2 separate regions of the Mus musculus genome follow, and region 2 is linked to region 1. A link is a contact called in public HiChIP or PLAC-seq data. All regions are on one chromosome and are shown on one strand. Each heading gives the region's core, a stretch centred on a gene start, on an enhancer-like site or on the middle of the called end of the contact. The rest is flanking DNA. Distances are from core to core; before and after follow the strand shown.

Region 1 (3,037 bases), core at 283-2,782:
AGCATCTACTTCTGTGCTTGCCAGGTACTGGCAAAGCCTCACAAGAGACAGCTATATCAGGGTCCTTTCAGCAAAATCTTGTTGACTTATGCAATAGTGTCTGCGTTTCGTGAATGATTATGGAATGGACCCCCAGGTAGGGCACTCTCTGGATGGTCCATCCTTTCGTCTCAGCTCCAAACTTTGTCTCTGTAACTCCTTCCATGGGTATTTTGTTCCCCCTTCTAAGAAGGAGCAAAGTATCCACACTTTGGTCTTCGTTCTTCTTGAGTTTCATGTGTTTTGGAAATTGTATCTTGGGTGTTCTATGTTTCTGGGCTAATATCCACTTATCAGTGAATGCTTATCATGTGAGTTCTTTTGTGATTGGGTTACCTCACTCACGATGATGCCCTGAGAATTTATTTTTAATATTTTTATTTATGTGTGATGTGTGTGAACACCAAATATGTGCAGCTGCCTTTGGAAGCCAGAAGGGGACATCTGAGCCCTTGAAGCTGGAGCTATTGACCCTTTGGTCTGAGCCACTCTGTGTGGCTGCCTGGAACCGAACTCACGACTTCTGAAAGCTAACTGCTGGGCCATTTTTCCAGCACCCTGTGCCCATTTTCTAATGGTTACCTATTGAGTGAGGTGTATGGTTTCAGTTTTCCTTTTATTTGCATTTTGCAATTGTGTCTGTGTGCGTGTATGTGTGTGAATTCCAATGTATATTATATGGATTAAAGTAGCTGAAAAAGAGAGACGGTGTGAACGTCCCAGACATTGGAATGCAGGCTGGGCAAGAGACACAGCAACGGGGAGGTTTACAGGCTCTGCTCCTTGGGAGCAATTAGCCAGGAACAGTCAGGAAGCAGCCAGTACCTCATTCTGAGGCATTCACACACTGCTGGTGAAGGGTGATAGAGTCATGTTAAAATACCCTCTTCAATAGAGTTATCCTCTTTAAAAAAAAAAAGAAAGTATGGGACACCCATTATCAGAGGACAAATTAATATGCATCTTGCCCATGCCAGTTCTTCCAGCCAGCTTAATTCTCATCAGCCACTATAATTTATTAACAGGGAGGGGGGAAAGACATGAATCAGCTTAATGTGATATAAGTAGGGCGTTGCCATAACAACAAGATGCAGTCTGTTTTCTCCTATTTATGTGCAGTTTATTTTCTCCAGAGCCTCCGAGTTTTTGTCTAAAACAAATGGACTATGAAACATCTTGTTCTGAACAGCCCACCCTATCCTTCTGTGGTGTGTGTGTGTGTGTGTGTGTGTGTGTGTAAGTAACCACTTTTTTTTTTCTGGGAGAGAAAGAAACCAAAGCACTTGTTTTGTTTTGTTCTTTTTTAAAATTGTGTTTATAGCGAAGGGCCCACTACCAAGCTTGGATTCTTCTGTGATTTTGCCGAATTCATTTTCTTTTTTTTTTTTTTTTTTTGTTTTGTATTGTTTTTCCACCCCTGAGACAGGAGACTCCTCACTGAAACCACTGGGAAAATACCCAAAATACATGCTAGAAGCAAACTGAAACTAATAGTACGTCACAAAGGAAACAATCGTGTTCCGGATGCAGACTCCACGACTGGCTGGAACCAGCCTCCCTCCCCGCCTCGTGCCCCTCCCCCCAAAACACACACACACACACACACACACACACACACACACAGAGTCTCCAACTTGGTTCGGCCTGGAGACAAGTCTAGGAACAAAACCAGGTTCTGACTGGTGACACTGTCTGCTTGCCAAGGGCACTTCTGATAACTTTAGAGCCTGGAACCTAGAACCTTGAGCATGGAAGGCAGGCGCTCTAACCACTAGGCTACACCCCAGCCTACACTATGCTTACTTAAGCAATCTTACCTTCTGTGTGCAACCTCGTCTCTTGTCTGAAATGCGCTGCACAAAGCAGACACAGCGCATGAAGGACGTCCATAACTTTGGCAGTTTTCCACTTTCCTTTAAGAGTAAACAATTCAAATTCTTAGAACAAAGATGGATTTAGTCACTTCCAGGCCATAGAAGGCATCGTTTCAGGAGAGCAAAAGAAGGAAGCATTGCAGAGCCCTTCTAACCACCTTACACTCCAGCTCCCCAACAAAATGCTGGGCCATTTTTCCTGCACCCTGTGCCCATTTTCTAATGGTAGCGCAGGCCTGTAATCCCGGTAATTTGGACACCGAGTTCAAGAGTTCAAGGCCAGTCTTCGATACATAAGGGTTTGAGGCCAGTTTAAGCTTCGAGGACCCAAATCCCATCCTCTTTCCTACCTCCCCAAGTTCACAGATTCAGATCCAATAGCCCAGCGTCTAAGCCCCTGCCTGCTTCTGCTTAGTGAGTAGCAAAGACACTGAGTGCTGAGTCCCCCCATCCTCCGTGCTCCCTCGGTGCTCCCTCTGGCATTTGCTTTTTGTTTTTGAGGCAGTCTCATGTAGTCCAGCTGGGCTTTATCCTCATCAAGTAGCTGTGGTGCCCTGGGATGTTTCACCTTCTAGCCCTCACTTGCTTAGTTTGGATTTTATTGCTGTGAAGACACGTGTTCAAGGCGACTCTTACAAAGGACAACATTTAACTGGGGCTGGCTTATAGTTTCAGAGGTTTGGTCCATTATTATCATGGTGGGAAGCATGGCAGTGTGCAGGCAGACATAGTGCTGGAAGAGCCAAGAGTTCTACATCTTATTCCAAGGGTAGCCAGAAGGAGATTGTCTCTTTTGTAGGTAGCCATGAGTCTCTTCCTCACTGGGCAGAGCCTGAGCAAAGGAGCCCTCAAAGCCCACCCCCACAGTGACACACTTCCTCCAATACAGCCACACCTCCTAATAGTGCCACTCCCCATTGCCAAAACATTTAAACCACCACATTCTACTCCCTGGCCCCCATTGGCTTGTTCAAACACATGAGTCTTTTGGGGGTGTAGGGGGTGCATATCTAGCCATAGCCTAATGCAAAATACACTTAGTCCAATTTTAAAGCCTCCATATCGAGTCTCAACAATGTTAAAAGTCCAAATTTCAAAATCTCTTCTGAGATTCATCCAATCTC
Region 2 (3,018 bases), core at 376-2,875, 220 kb before region 1:
CTGACACAGTTCTTCATGATGTTTTTTTTTTGTTTGTTTGTTTTTTTTTTTTTTTGAGATGGTCCCTTACATTATACAGCCCAGGTTAGCCCCAGACTCACGGCAATGCTCCTGCCTCCTCTTTTCAAGTGCTATAATTGTAGGCTTGGGCCACTACTTTTTGCTAGGCTTCTGACAATTTTAAGATGCTACTCATCTGTCTTCTATTAGATATCTCTGGACAGAACACCATGAATTAAATTAGTTAATCAGCTGATTGTCTCATTCACGCACACAGGCCTATGCTTATGCCGGGTAGGTGAGTAGGTAGACCAGGTTGTTACAGAAAATAGGATGAGCCCTGTTCTCTAGGGTTCTACCTCACAGCAGCACTCACTGGTCAGTTTATGATCTGGGGAAAAAAACAACAACAACAAAACACAGAGGAGTTCTCTTAAAGAGATCATCACCATACTATGTAAATGCGAATGGGAAGAAAATAAAGTTAAAGGACAAGGGCCCTCAAATGAACAATAATAACAATAACAATGTAAGAGCCCAGTTTCAAGGGAAACCTCACCACTGCACGTTCAAACCCTAACCAAAACCATCTGAATAAGGGGATTCTAGGACCCCAGTTTGAAAACAAGATGAGTAGTTCACTCTGGACCTGTCTAGCCATGTGCTAAATTCAGGAAGGAGGAGGGGCAATTTTGTAGAACTTTTGTTTAGTTAGTGAGAGAGAGAGAGAGAGAGAGAGTGAGTGCTTTCTTGTGGGCTTCACCCCACATGTCCAGGCAGCAATTCTGTGCAAGCGAGGAAGAAGAGCACCTGTCCCAGGTGGACAAACTGCTCAGCGTACCTCATGAAGCAAGCAGTGCACTGGACAGACATCCATCTGTCTCCACACTGCCATAACCGTAGCCTACACTGAGGGGGTGCGGGCTGACCTCAGAGACATTCCCCTTTGTGACATGCCTTTTGTGATCCGTGCAGCCTGCTTAGGCAGAACAACCGAAGGAAGAGCTATGAGAAAACATCAAGGAGGTCCTAACCGTCTCAGACCGAGGAGGGAATCCCACACCACCACCCCCTTTGTTTCTTGGAGACGGACAGACAGTCGCATTTCCTACTGGCTTCTGTGCTGAGGTTCCCACCAGTCCAGCATCAGCCAGCATAAGGGTTAAACGCTTTAGAATTCTCATTCACTGAAGGCTGGTTCTTGTTGCCTAGTGACTGCTGCGCGGCTCCCTGCTGTCATTCACCTTGTCTCCAGAGTTATCCTCTCCTCTCATAAAGGAGGTTATGATTGGACAAAGGTGACATCATAGCAGAAGAAATGCATTGCTTTGTCAAGACAACCCCAATCAGATGACCCACGAGCTGGTGGCAGCACGTTCAGATTCCTTTGTTTTAGTGTCTTTCACACTGAGCTAACACACGCTTGGGCATTCTCCTCTCAAATGGACATTTCTCGGAGTGTTAGTGTTGTAGGTGTTGCTGATGGATTTTTGCCCATAAAAATATTCCTTAAGATCATGTGGATTCTCTTTACACCCATTTAATCAATGCTAGTAGCCCAGCCAACACGGTCCCTGCCAAGGCCTTGGCCAGCACTCGGGGAGCTGCAGATCACAGGCAGCAAATGACTGCCTGCAGCTCATTATCGCAGCCCTGGGGCGCAGCGCAGAGTCCTGTGAGAGGCAGCTCTCCTCGGTGCTTATGTGAGAAGTGTCTAAAGTGCTTCCGAAGCATCCACCTCAAGGCTGGCTTCAGAATACAGCTCAGGGCACACACAGGAGGCATCTAAGGAGGAACGCCAGGGAAAAATAGTGATTAAAGTGAAAGACCTACCTACTTCTAAAACCAAGCAGTTGGACACATCTCACACTGTTTAGATAAGAAACACAGCTCTTTGATTACTTCTGCATATGACATCTCGAATGTTGGTGCTGCTCTGAGAACCGAGCCTTACACTCCTTATTTTATTCTGCAACTCACACCAGGTACACCAAACACACGCGTATTTCAGCTACTGAAGACACTGTGCGATTGCAGGGTTTCTTGCAGCCTCATTGTGCTTGGCTGCTGAATTAAGTCCTAAGTTAAACGCTCTCTCTTCTTGGTAAATATTTAGTATACAGCATTGTCACTGCTGGTATAATTGGATAATTGCTTCCAATTAATGCTCTATTTCAGAAGCGACAACTCCATAGGAAGCTTAGTTGAGCTGTAACAAAGGCAGACCCCCATGGGAAACTGAAGAGAACAAATTCCGTTTTGTAAGCAACTAGAGAGACAGAGACAGAGACACGGGGCGGAGGGGTGGGGGTGGGTATGATATATTCTCTACAGTCCCGATTATAACATCCACGAATAATGAAGTGCATGTTGTCGGTTGAAACCCGAGAGGACGACACTCCGCTCTACCCAAAGCTGGCTGTAAGTAGCTGAACATCACTATTTCTTGCTTGAATAACCAGCTTGTTCTTAATGAGAATTAAAGCTAGTCCTGAGGACATTCATCTAAAACCAGGGAAAGAGCATTTACACAGAAGCCAGGACACAGGAATATACTTAGAATTATCAAGCATTTTTAGGAAAAAAATTCATAAAATTTCCTTTAAAAATCAGATCGCAGGTAGCTGTGCTGCATTCCTTTTATCTCAGTGCTCTGAAGGCAGAGGCAGGAGGATCTCTGTGAGTTAGAGGCCAGCCTGGTCTACAGAGTGGGTTCCAAGACAGCGAGGACTACACAGAAACATTAGGTCTTGAAAAACCAAACCAGACCAAACCAAAAAACGATCAAACAATAGAACGACCCAAACAACCCTCCCTAACCCTCAAAAAGTCATTCAGATTGGGAGATGGAGAGAGGTCTTGGCAGTTAACACCACCTACTGCTGTCTGAGGTCCCTGGTTTACTTGCCAGCTCCTAGCTCACAAAACACCAGGTAACTCATTCCAAGGGTCCAAAGCCCTCTCCTGCCCTGCAGTGAGCAGCCATATGCACATCTGTGTAGAGAAGAATACACATAC

What was found. HiChIP or PLAC-seq counts read pairs in DNA pulled down with a chosen protein or histone mark.
Region 2: an H3K4me3 HiChIP or PLAC-seq map of embryonic basal ganglia shows a contact between it and region 1, with 3 times the contacts expected there. The contact joins two enhancer-like sites. A contact is called at or near these places in 1 of 15 datasets of contacts at CTCF or cohesin (the NIH/3T3 cell line), 19 of 484 Hi-C or Micro-C datasets (B cells, the C2C12 cell line, LSK cells and 10 more) and 8 of 115 datasets of contacts at active chromatin or transcription factors (bone marrow-derived macrophages, embryonic basal ganglia, embryonic forebrain and 3 more).

Annotation. Positions count from the first base shown.
Region 1 is chr17:88,273,031-88,276,067 of GRCm38.p6, reverse strand. The region is part of intron 3 of Gm31615 (a long non-coding RNA gene); the gene reads left to right. Among named protein-coding and RNA genes, the nearest start is that of 1700116H05Rik, 33 kb to the left of the region's middle. Within about 2 kb of position 1,532, at least 130 of the 459 cell types and tissues checked have an H3K27ac peak or open chromatin away from gene starts, as enhancers often do. A contact at or near this core is called in cortical glia, cortical neurons, embryonic basal ganglia and 2 more, where this site is marked.
Region 2 is chr17:88,492,883-88,495,900 of GRCm38.p6, reverse strand. No RefSeq gene overlaps it. Among named protein-coding and RNA genes, the nearest start is that of Ppp1r21, 36 kb to the left of the region's middle. Within about 2 kb of position 1,625, at least 75 of the 459 cell types and tissues checked have an H3K27ac peak or open chromatin away from gene starts, as enhancers often do. A contact at or near this core is called in cortical glia, cortical neurons, embryonic basal ganglia and 2 more, where this site is marked.